Regions from separate parts of the Gossypium hirsutum genome. Here region 2 is linked to region 1. A link is a contact called in public Hi-C data. All regions are on one chromosome and are shown on one strand. The core of a region is the stretch at or near the end of the contact, and the rest is flanking DNA. Distances in the headings are between cores, read along the strand shown. Region 1 has its middle 22 kb from the start of LOC121231206. Region 2 holds the start of LOC107943432 (bifunctional nuclease 1).

The links. A called contact is a pair of places that touch in the nucleus more often than the background predicts.
Region 2: a contact with region 1 is called in a Hi-C map of hypocotyl, with 3 times the contacts expected there. The contact joins the promoter of LOC107943432 here to the enhancer-like site in region 1. A contact is called at or near these places in 6 of 34 Hi-C or Micro-C datasets (anther, callus, fibers and 2 more).

The regions. Positions count from the first base shown.
Region 1 is chrA06:668,263-674,824 of Gossypium_hirsutum_v2.1, reverse strand. No RefSeq gene overlaps it. Among protein-coding and RNA genes, the nearest start is that of LOC121231206, 22 kb to the left of the region's middle. Within about 2 kb of position 1,689, at least 3 of the 9 cell types and tissues checked have an H3K27ac peak or open chromatin away from gene starts, as enhancers often do. A contact at or near this core is called in hypocotyl and leaf, where this site is marked.
Region 2 is chrA06:719,451-725,837 of Gossypium_hirsutum_v2.1, reverse strand. LOC107943432 (bifunctional nuclease 1) reads right to left here and starts at 4,996. Exons shown (of 11, transcript XM_016877188.2): 1 at 4,898-4,996; 2 at 4,168-4,501; 3 at 3,613-3,783; 4 at 3,481-3,530; 5 at 3,331-3,387; 6 at 3,173-3,238; 7 at 2,979-3,053; 8 at 2,447-2,565; 9 at 2,256-2,347; 10 at 2,104-2,168; 11 at 1,773-1,990. The coding sequence starts at 4,474. The coding sequence ends at 2,107. LOC107943428 (inositol-pentakisphosphate 2-kinase) reads left to right here. Exons shown (of 10, transcript XM_016877183.2): 10 at 1,096-1,404.

The sequences.
Region 1 (6,562 bases), core at 440-2,939:
CCCGTTAAAAGAGGAGGAGGCCTTACAAAGGAAAGAGGATATCTCGGAAGAGAAGTGGATGGAAATTCTTCAAAACATGACTGTGAGTCATTTGTCTAGGACAAATGATCATTTTTCACCATGGACAATACAATGTCAACCGTGAGATAAAACTGAACAAATTTAACATTAAAGAATCATGGATATCCAAAAAAAGGTAACACATACAACAAGTTCAATAGACTAAAGCTTGAAATAAGTTGCCTTGTAATGATATAATTAAATGAGAATGCACATATATTCTAATATATTAATGGTATCATTATTTTATCAAAATTAGAATTGGATTGTATAAATTATTTGATTAGAATTAATTAATTTCATTAATAATTAATTTTGAGATTTATTTAATTAATTATTTACTTAAATATTCGAGCTCAATTTTTTATTTAAATAAAAGAGAAGATGGCTCGAAAAATTTAGTCAGATTCGATCAAATTGACCCAAATAGGGCAATGGGATGGACCCAAATAGGGCAATGGGATGATGTCATGGGAGACATTCTCCTTAAGTAAGCTATTGGCTATCCCTTATGAGACCTAATTGTATCATGCCATCTCGGATTTAATTAATTTAGATATATGATTGAGAATAAATTTTTTTTCATAAATTATGTTATATATATATACTTGTTGAAATTCATTAATGCCCATATACTAACGGAAAACTCTGCAAAAAAAAATTCTCAGCCAAAATAAAATTTCTATTAAAACCCAAAATAGGAGACTAATCGAAAGGTTAGTAGAACAAAGGTTATACAAAAGCCAACACCCTGAAATCTCAACTACACTGCAGCGAAGTACAATCACACACCTTACAAAACTAATGAAAAGGCCACATTCAAACCAAGAAACACTCTAATTTTTCGTCTTGACAACCCAAAGCAATGTATTTTATTTGAATATTTTTATTGCACTCAAATAACTTGTGTTTGGATTCTAAATTAGGAGTAATCTAGCAATTATACTTAAGGATCTAGAGAGCTTAAAATTTTTGGCTTAAAATGTAGAAGTTTAAACAACCCTCCTCGAGGAAGTTTTCATTTTGTCTTATGTATGGCTTTTCACATTAGAGTTTACTTTTTAAGTAATTGTGGGTACGGAAATATAGAAGATCAATTAATTGAAAATTTAAAGAGTTTAAATTTTGATTTGAATTTATCGAAAAGTTCAATTATCTTCTCAAAGAATTTGACGACTTAAACTTTGACACATAAATAATTATTCAATTAAAGCTATTACTTTAAATATCATAAAAAATTATTTTAGAAAATTTAAAATTTCTCTACACTATCTCTAGCATATTGGCTAAAGGTTTCAAAGTTTCAAATTCAAAGTCTGCCTAATGGGAGGATTGATTGTATAAATAAACTATGAATTAGAACAATTCAGATTATAAATTAACTAATCAGATTAAACCCTCACACATAACATGATTAAATTCAAAAATTTCATTTTTACCAATTGTGGGAAGTACTCATTGGCTCAACTATAAAATTAAAGAGGGGAACTGCTCATTCATTGAACTTATTTGCATGAAATGATTGATTTAGTGATGAAATAGAAAGATAGGGATAATCATTGGTGGCCCGTTATTTGATAGAGTGGAAACCTTATCATTGATGCAATGAGTACAAGAAGTGGGCTAAGAACTTATTCTGGTTAAATCTACTTTTATCTTTCTTTTTGGGGCAGTAAAGCCCATCCCTCCTTTGGGCAAATCCCGCTTCGACTTTGAATGCACAACAACAACAATAATAATGAAAATAATGATGATAACTCTGGGTGGTGAAGGATTATTCATTCATATGATTTATGTAGGTTCAAAGTTTTTAAACAGTAAATAGTATGTCTTTATTTGAGTAATTTCTCTTGATTGTATAATATTAAAAAATTAAAAATATATTATAATTTAATAATTAAAGGTGAAATGAAGATACTTATAATCAAACTTAAACTCTCATGCGTTATCAACTATAACATAATACTCTTGTTATCAACTTAAAAAGTTGACATATATCCAACTTATTATAAAAATTTTAAAAAAATTATTGTGTTAATTATTTTTTATTTTTAAATTCAAATCTATTATTTTATTTTTAAACGATATTTAAAGGGTTTATATGCATCTTAGGTGGCAACTCAATTGAAATTTACATTAAATCTAATTGAAAAATTAAATATATATATATATATATTATTAATTATTTATTTTATTTGTGAGTTGTGACCCATAAAAAGTTATAGGCGCACATGATGACTAGAGGGTCAACTTGAAATTTGCATCTAACCTAATAGAGAAGTAAAGTTTAAAAAATAATTTTGTTGAATCCTATATAAGATGATCTGATGGTTAAAAGTGTTTATTATTTTAAATGCGGTTTGAATTTAAGTTGCACTAGTCACGTTTGTAGTTTTGTCTTAATTGTTATTATAATTCACTAAAAAAATAGTTTTATTAATTATTTTTATTTTTATTTTTTATTATTGGAGTGGAGATGAATTGCACGGTTTAAATCTATGTCAAATAGACGTCTAATAAAATTTTAACTACTATTTCATATGTTCGCTCAATAATTGATTTAGCTATATCTAATTTACTTTGAAGAAGAATTATATTGTTGTTAAATGTTGTATTTAAAAGATTAATCTATATGTTAACTCACAAATAATTTAATATTTATCATAAATTTATTTTTTATAATTTTAAATAAATATTTAACTGATTAAGTATTAATTCAAATTTAATTGGCACAAGGGTAAACTTAAGAGCCAAGGAAATGGCCTTGACCTCGTTCCTTCAAATACGCTTTAAGTTATTTGTTGAAACGTTAGTAAAATTGACAATTTTACTTTAAAAATTTACACATTAATCTCGTCCCCTAATACAAAAATTTTTATTTATTCTCAATTAACAATAATATTATTATGCAGATTCAAAAGAATTAAACACGTAATGTCTTATTCGAAGTTTGAAACATTAACTCAAATAATAATCTATATTAATAACCAAAATATTTGATTAAATTTAATGTCATGAGATACAAATTACTGAAAAAAATATAATTAATAGGTCCAATATTAAAATAATAATTTATTTTATAAAATACATTTTCTAAAATTCTCCACTTAAAAGAATACCCAACTATGAACCATCATCAAACCTACCTTTCTTTTTTCTTTTCTTTTTCTCGAAATCATAAAATTTGCTTACTTTTTATAAACCTACCCATATGTACCACTTTTTCCTTTCAAAAACATATATTTCCACCATATATTGAATTTGATTTTTTGGTAACATAGTACTTGTGATTTTTTTTATTGTGGTAAATATATTTAGTAAAAGTTATACATTTTAATTTTTGAAGATATCGATATTAATTTTTTATTGTTTAATTCGAATTTTAGAACCTAATTTGATGAAAATTCATAATTTCTTAATAATATTAAGAAGGGTAATTTAAAAAATTTGTCACTTTTGTTTGCCTTAGGTTACATTTTAGTCACTTATGTTTGAAATGTTACGTTTCAGTCACTTATGTTATTATTTTGTTACGAAGTGATCACTCTACCGTTAAGTTTCGTTATCTCTCTAACGGTAATCCTACGTGGCAGTCCAACTAGATTTTAAGTGCCAACTTGGATTTCTAAATGGGATGAAAATAGATTTTTAATTAAAAAAATTAATTAATTAAATTTTTTAAACTTAAATCTTAACTAAAAAAACTATTCATGTCCTCTTTTTAATTTTTCTTCCATCTCTTCTTTTTTCCAATGGTTTTTTTTCTCATTTGATTGGAAAAACTATTATTAAGATCAAAATAGTTGAAATCAGCAATAAGAAAAAATAATTAAAATTTTTAATAAATTTTTTAATTAAAAATCTATTTTCATCGTATTTAGAAATCCAAGTTGGCACTTAAAATCTAGTTGGACTGCCACGTAGGATTACCGTTAGAGAGATAACGGAACTTAACGGTAGAGTGATCACTTCGTAACAAAATAATAACATAAGTGACTGAAACGTAACATTTTAAACATAACTGACTAAAATTATAACGCCCCCTTCCCCGAGACCGTCGCCGGAGTCGAGCACGAGGCATTACTAAACTTATTTGAGCACTTAAACAAATTCGGACAAGCTGTCCAACTGCGTCATAGTTTCTTAAAAATTCATATCTCGAGTTCCGAAACTCGAAATCCAATTCTGTAAATTTTTCCTGAAACTAGACTCATATATCTATCTACTAATTTTTTTCTAGAATTTTTGGTTGGGCCAATTAGTACAGTTTATTAGTTAAAGTCTCCCATGTTTCAGGGTTCGACTACTCTGACCTCTATGTATTACGAATCAGATATCTCCCTGTACAGAGCTTAAATGACTATGACTTTTGTTTCTAATAAAACTAGACTCAATAAGGAATCTGTACATATAAAGCATGACTTCTAATTATCTTTTTAAAATTTATGGTGAATTTCCAAATTCAGAACAGGGGATTCAGAAATCGCTCTGGCCCTGTTTCACAAAAATTTAAACATCTCATAAAATATAGATCATATACCTGTTTCGCTTCTTCCATATGAAAATAGACTCATCAAGCTTCGATTCCATAACTTATTCATTATTTAATTCCATTTCTACTATTTTTAGTGATTTTTCAAATTTTCATCTCTACTGCTGTCTGAATCTATTTTATGGTAAATTTTACCTATTTCATGGTTTCCATGGATTAGCTAGCAATTTGACATACATAACACCAAATATGATCATGATTAGCCATTCCAATGGCTAATCATTACCAAGCATTTCCATACCACTCAATAACCATATCATAAGACCATATATACAAAATGATTATAATGCTATACATGCCATACTCAAAATATACAAGCCATTATGCCAAGATGGTATACGGATAGTGTGAGTGGGCCTCCGACCGTTCCCGATTTCCGAGCTAGCTTGTCAAAACTATAAGGAATGAAAAGGAGGGAGTAAGCATAAATGCTTAGTAAGTCCATATGAAATTAATAAGCAATTACCAACATGCTTTTAAGATAAAACACCACAATTGTACAATTTCTAATGATTTTCTAAAATCAGAACAGGGGATCTCGAAGTCATTCAAACTCTGTCTCACAACAATTTAAATATCTTATAACATAAAATCCAATTGCATGCACCGTTTCCTCTATATGAAACTAGACTCATCAGGCTTTAATCTCATATTTTATTCAGCCCTTAACTCAATTTCCACAATTTATGGTGAATTTCAAAAGTTACACTACTGCAGTAATCCAAAACTGCCAAGGCCATATTTATTCATTCACCACTATTATTCACTAAATCCATACAATATCATTTCATCCATCATGGTAAGAACACATAATTACGCTTCATAAGGATAGATCCATAATCTCAATGTCATCAAGTATCAAGAACTTATTCCAAATCTTGTCATTTTCATAGTATTCACAAATTCTTAATCTTTTCGGGCCATTTTACATTTTCATTCATAATCAAATTAGGGAACAACTACGGAATTGAGTACCTCATTATCACAATGCCATAGTAAAATTATGGTTTTGCACATAGTCACATATCACATACCGAGGCCATAGCCCAGCCATGGTCTTATACGGATCACATATCACACTGATGCCATATCCCAGATATGGTCTTATACAGTAGCACATATCACACCGATGCCATATCCCGGATATAGTCTTATACTGAAGCACAAATCACATTTCTCTGAAGCCATAGCCCAGCTATGGTCTTATACGGAAATCACATTTCACATGCTGCCATGGTCCAACCATGGTCTTTTCCGTCAATTCGTCTTAGCCACTGAATGAAAGTACTCAAGTCCGTTGTTCCATTTAATTTGTACTTTTATTCAAATATCATTTTACAATTATCACAGTTTAATGACATTTTATATACAATAATATACTATATCATTCATGAAATTTTCATTTCAAAACATTAAATTACACATTGCGTTATTAAAAATCATATGAACTTACCTCGATATAAAATATTAGCAATCGAGCCTATTCCTCGTAAACTTTATTTTTCCCTCGATCACGACTTGAATCTCGTTTCTCTTGATCTATAATATAAATTATTTCTACTCATTAGCATTTATTTGATTTCTACTTCACTTCACAATTTATGCTGTTCAAATTTCGAAATTACACTTTTACCCTAAAATTTACAGTTTTTACAATTTAGTCCCTACTCAATTCACCCATCAATTGAACTAATTTTTTCTCAATTAACACTTTATTTTATCATTATAAATTATTTCACAACCTTTGATATTCTCAATTTCAACACCAACATCTAATTCACAACTTTTTCACAATTAGGTCCTAAATACCATTTTCTATCAAAATGACTTAATTAAACAACCTTAATATGAAATTAGAACTTCAATTTCATAATAATTCATCATATACTACGCTTACTCAGCCAGGGTAACTTCCAATTTCACCCACCAAATCAAAAACTAATGAATTAG
Region 2 (6,387 bases), core at 3,747-6,246, 48 kb before region 1:
TTGTACATTAGATCAAAGAGTAAACCGGTTCTTTTTGTTAAAAATTTTATCAATTTCTACTGTTAAAAAATAGCATGGTTGATAAAATAATGAAACAGTTATTTTGACATACAGGGTCTTATTTTTAACAATAAAAATGGATGGATTTTTTAACAGAAGGACCATTGTGCTCTGTAATCTATGTATAGGGGCCAATTTGCCCATTTTTTGAGTAAAGGTAGCAAAATGCAATTTGACTCCTAGTACAAGGGCCTCCATGATACTTTTTCTGGATAAACTACTACTAATTCAGGGAGCTAGATTCATTAGCTTAGAAACATTAAACTTTTGCATTAGTTGCCAAATGTCCATCTCTACCAAAGCCTATTATACTCGATAATCAGCTTTGTTTTTGATTGTTGTGAAGTCTTGCTTGTATGTAAATGTATATTTTAAAGTTGAAGGCTTGAGTGAAAAGGACCTAAATGAATGGTTTAAGTCTTTAAGTTTTGTCCATTCAACTCCGAACCACCACCGAGTTTATATACTAACTCATTCTACCATAGTCTCCTTAAGAGGAGGAATAAATGTGGATAACCATAGAGAACCTTGTTAAGTTGTACTTAAAAGCTCGAGTAATGCCAATGAGGCCTTGGCTTGTTGGTTAAGGCTGAGACGAGTCCTTGAGTACCTAGGTTCAAGTCCCCATCAAGCACAATTGTGATGTGTGGGTCTTCGTCCCACCATGTGCATATGCCATGAGTGAGTTTGTCTACGAGTTTAATTCTACATTAATAGTTGGTCGGACATTATATCTATACAACTTGTATTGTATTTGTAATAGTGAAAAAAAGGGAGACCCTGAGTCCTTGAGTACCCAGGTTTGAGTCCCATCATGCACAATTGCGATGTGGGATCATCCCACCATGTGTGTATGCCATGTGAGGGTTTAGTCCAGTTTTTTGTCTGTTATACTTTGTATTGATTTGATTCTACATTATAATTGGTCAGATATATATCTATACTACTTGTATTGTACTTGTGAAATCTAATGTATTTGTAATAGTGAGAAAAACAAAAAACTCGAGTAATAGAGCTACTACATCCAAATTTCAGACAACACATGCATGATTCGTAAGGACGAGCAGAATCAATCATGGACTGGAAAGACGTTACGATTTTGAACTCAGGAAAAGACATGCCAGAGATGTTTTTGTATGTTATGGAGAATGATGATCTTTATAAATCTCACATATTCCAGATGTATTACTTCTTGTACGTTTAAAAGAAGCTCCATTTCTTTTTAGTAGCTGATAAGCATATATGGCTTGTTCTTAGTATTATCTTAAGCTGCCAATTCTTTCGACAAATTTTAGCATGTTTTAAGGTTACTTCTTTTATGGAAGGAAAATGAATGTAAGTTGATATGAATGATCTTTCTTTGGAATAACAAATTGATAATTTTAAATTTTTTTTTTATGGATCGGTTTAATTTGAGTTTTAAAAAATTAAGATAATTTTATTTAAGTTAATTTCAAGTTTGAATAATTTCGATTTCAAAGTTTACAAGGTTAGGTCATTGCAGATTTGAATCATTTCGAGCTCAATCGTCTCAATTTCAAATCATTAAGAGTCAAATTATATTTTGTTAAAAAAATAGTCAAATTAATCTGTCATTGTATTAAGAGTTAAATTACATTTTATTTCCTTATTAAAAAAAAGTCCAATTAATCTCAAAGAGTAAATTTTATCCATTTTCAGCATTAAAAACAGCATTATAAATTGATAAAGCATAAACCAACGAGCTTAATCTAGCATATTACATCCCATTTTTCTTAAATGTATGTATCTATACATATATTTACATACTTCCCCCCTTACATATATGGTAGAAGATAACATATATATAACCGAACTGATTGCTTCGCTACCGTATGTTGCCACTGCCCAGCTGAGTCTATCGGCTTCCAACAATAATTCCTATTTACAATCGGAGTCGCCAATGGAACGACTGAGACATCAATAAGAACTCGTCAATGGTCTATTGACTGGAGCCGGAGACTGATATATGAAACACAATTACACCTTAAAAGATTCAACCTAAATTGGGTTTATTAACACCACCTGTCACGTATATTTCTTCAAGTTCCTTTGAGCTCGAAACTGACCTAGCTTGTCTCTCAAGTCGGCTGTCGAAGAGTATCACAATGATAAATATGTTAAAAGAGACAAGCTACAACTGAATAGATAAGGGAGAGCGAGTGAGAGGATGTTACCGGCATCCTTGTAGCGCTCCTGATTGATAGCCTGGTTTAAGTCACAGACAATGTTGAACTCCTCTGTGTCGAGACAATGCTGACCGCTTGGCCTGGAAATGTAAATTAAAGCATGTTACATTCTAACTGTTTGGAAACTGCAAGTGTAAGTGTGTTCTATTATCTCGATAAAAGAGCAAAAGCAATCTAACTGATCAAGTTCGGTGAATAATAAGCCGTCTGAAGCTGGGGACTGTGTTGACAGCTTCCCTGATTCGATTACGCGCATACCGTCACTGTATGCCAAGTACTTATTAACTTGTATAGGTACCTGCATAACACAAGCATTTGGTAAGAAAGAAAAAAGAAAGGGAATGGTAAAAGTACCATAGAAGCTCTTGTACTAGAAGTTAAATTGCATTTTTCCCCTCTTAAAAACGAGCAAATTAATCCCTATATATTTAGATCAAAGAGCAAATTAGTCCTTTCTATTAAAAATTCATCTATTTGTACTGTTAAAAGCTGTTGTGTTTGATGGAATAACCAGACAATGTACGTCAGCGTGACAAACAGGGACTAATTTTTAACAGAAAAACCAATTTGCTCTTTGTTCTAACATATAGGGACTAATTTACCCATTTTATGACTAGAGGGGGCAAAACGCAATCCGACTCCTACTACAGAGGCCTCCATGATACTTTTACCAAAAAGAAACTATACTAAAAAATAACGCGTAACGAGTACCTTGCACCTCACGGCAATGTTGATGGCATCAGAAGGCCGAAGGTCAAAACAGACAGACTCTGTCTCATCACCGACCTGTAAGAACATCATCCAACATGAGTCGATGAAGACTATACAAGAATATCCCCAAGTTAAATGTCACACGAATGTGCTAATAGTGGAACCAGAAGTTCAACATTGAAGTACATGTATACCTTGGTCAGATAAAGCTGTGCAAAATAGGCCTCGTGTACTCTTTTAGTAACTCGAACAAGCTTTACCTGCAAAAACCCGACATAAACATCATGAATTCACAATCAGATCTCAAATGAATGAAGATAAGTCCGAATATGGTGGCGGAAATGAACTGTACCGTGTAGCCCATCTTGTCAATCATGTTCTTCACTACTTGATACATAGTAGGTCTAGCCTGGAAATGATAGTCAAAACATATGTTAGCATTCATATTCAATACAAAACCGATTCCAATCCTAACTTAATGGGAGAGAAAGCAATAACATACAATTTGGACATTACGTAATGCTGCCATGAGCAACGCACTCGGCATCTCCACTGAAATTGAAATCAAACGTCAACAATAAAAGCTAATAAACAGAGCCAAAAGATAGAAGGATCAAGTTTCATGATCACATACAAACAATGATCGGGAGAAGAAGACCGGTCCCATCTTCCATCTTCAGAACAATAGCAGGATGTGGTGCATAATCCGGAAGATGACCACCTTGAGGATTGTTATGGACACATCTTAAATGCTTACCATCCCTCATTTTGATCATAAATCCATCAGCTCCGCTCCTCACCTCAACTACATATGAAACAGACATACATATCATATCATATCAACAATTATCCACATACAAAAAACCGATTCTATATCTGAATTCATAGAACAACATATCAACAATTCTCTACATATAAAACCCGAATCTATATCGAATTCGAAGAACAACATATCAACTATTCTCTACATATAAAACCTGAATCTATATCGAATTCAAAGATAGCAACGACAACAACATATCAACAATTCTCTACATACAAAACCCAAGTCTATATCGAATTCCATGACTGACAGCAGCAACAACAACACATCAACAATTCTCTACATATAAAACCCGAGTCCATATCGAATTCGAATATGACAATAACATCAAATACGAAGTAATTCATTAGCTTAAAAACCACATACCAGCTTCAACCACACTAGAATTAACATAATCTTCATTGTTTTCATTGAAATTCTCAGCCATACTTCCATTCCCATCGGAAGATGAACTAAAAATACACTGCACCGTGGTGTTAAACCTCCTCCGCCGTTTCAGGTGACCGGAAATGCCACGTGGCTTACCTTTTCCATCAACTATCCCTCTATATCCCCATATATCACTCTGATGCAATCTAGACCTCGGAAAAGGCCCATTAAACGGCAGCGTATAAACCCCAACTTGCTTGCTATCAACGGCGGGGCAAATCACCGGTCCTTGCAAACAAACCATCTTTCTTTTTGGTCCCTCTTTTAGAACCTACCCCACAATTTGAAACAAATAAAAATATCAAATATCAGATATTTTTTGTGTAAAGATCATATCTTTAAAGGGAAAAATAAAAACCCATCAAAGATCAACACTCAATTACAATAATTAAAGCATAAATTATTTTTTTAAATGAAAAAATTATAGATAAAAATCAAGACTCTTTAAGTGTTAGTATAGAGATGAAATTATCAAAAGGGTCGATTTTGATCAGCGATCAGAGCAAAGTTTTTAGAGAATTACGAATCTTTGGAAGTTGAAGGAAAGCTTGTGTTATGAAAGAAGCCTTTTTTGATGATCAAAATCAAAGAAAAACAAACGAAGGGAAAAAAGAAGGAAAATAAAAGAGAAAATCTAGAAAAATGGAAAGTAAGTAAATAAACCGACAAGTTAAGGATCAGACGAAGGAACGAGAGATAGGCAGAAGATAACAGATACTTTTCATAGAGGCTTGAAATTTTTTATTTCTATATTAGTCCCTGAATCTTGTGATTGTTCGTTTAAATTTTTTTCATTCGTGTTACTCCTTGAACTTGTCAATTATTTTCATATTTAGGGACGAATCTAGAAATTTTTTAGTGAGGGCCAGAATAAAATTATAAATTTTTGAGAAGTAAAAATATAATTTTATCATTTATTAATTTATGATTTCATTATTTCTAAAAGGATTAAATATTAATTTTTCATTTTTAGGAGTCAAAGTTCAATTTTACCATATATTAACTTAAAATTTCATTATTTAAGATGGATTAAATTAAATAATTTTCATTTTTGGGGGGCAAGGCCTCTGCTTGTCCCCTTAAATTCATCTCTACCCATATTGAGATTTGAATTTTATTTATCTAAGTTTAGAGATTAACTTGGACAAAAAAAAATTCAAGTCCCAGTGTGAACAACTGCTTACTTCATGTCTTAATATGAGAATAATTATCAAGTTCGGAGAATAACTTTGAAAAAAGAAAAATTTAAGTCCCAATGTAGGAACTACCGCCAAGTTCAACCCCAAAAAATGGATTAACCCTAAATTATTATATAGATATAGCTATGATAATCTAATAAAGTTTTGGATTCGAGTTTATATATATATATATATATAATAGAGCTTTTCCTTTTTATAAGATTATAGTTTATCTTGACTTTAGATTTAATCGAGATTCAATATGATTATTGTATATCAAAAGTTTAAAATATATATATTAATATTTTATTAAACTAATATATACTCTCTCTCTTTTTAATTTATTTCTTCTTTTATTTTAAAAAATTTAATCACTTTGGGTTAAAAATTAAAGTTCAATTCAGCACAATTTTAGTGGATTTTTGTTAAAATCAAATATGAGGCATTTTAATATTCCACGTATTGATTTAAAAATTAAAATCCAATTAATTTCACACATTCAAATTTAATAAAGTTATTATTAATTGGACTTCAATTTTTAAATCAAATAAGATAGAGGGATAAAATTTTTAGAGTTAAAAGTTACACGATTTATCTATTAATCATGTGGTCGAAGGTTCTATCATTGCTCATGAGAATAGAGTACATTTCATGGTCAACCATTTACCTCTTCGAGGAGCACCTGGGACAAGAGAATTAGTTACTGCTACAAATAGTGGATACTCTTGATTATGATAAAAAAGTATGGTTAAATTTTAAAAATTCGAAAGTAGAGGGTTTGAGAGTAAAATTAAACCATTAAAGAAGTATAAAGAAAATTTTAAGCTTACGTGGTTGGAGGACTTGAGTTAGGGTCTCAGATATTGCATCACTAAAATTAGGACCAAAATTTAACTTTTTGACTTTTAGATGGCAAATTGCTTCATCATGAATAGTGTTCTCCAAATGTCACTATTTATATATATATATTTTTAAGCAC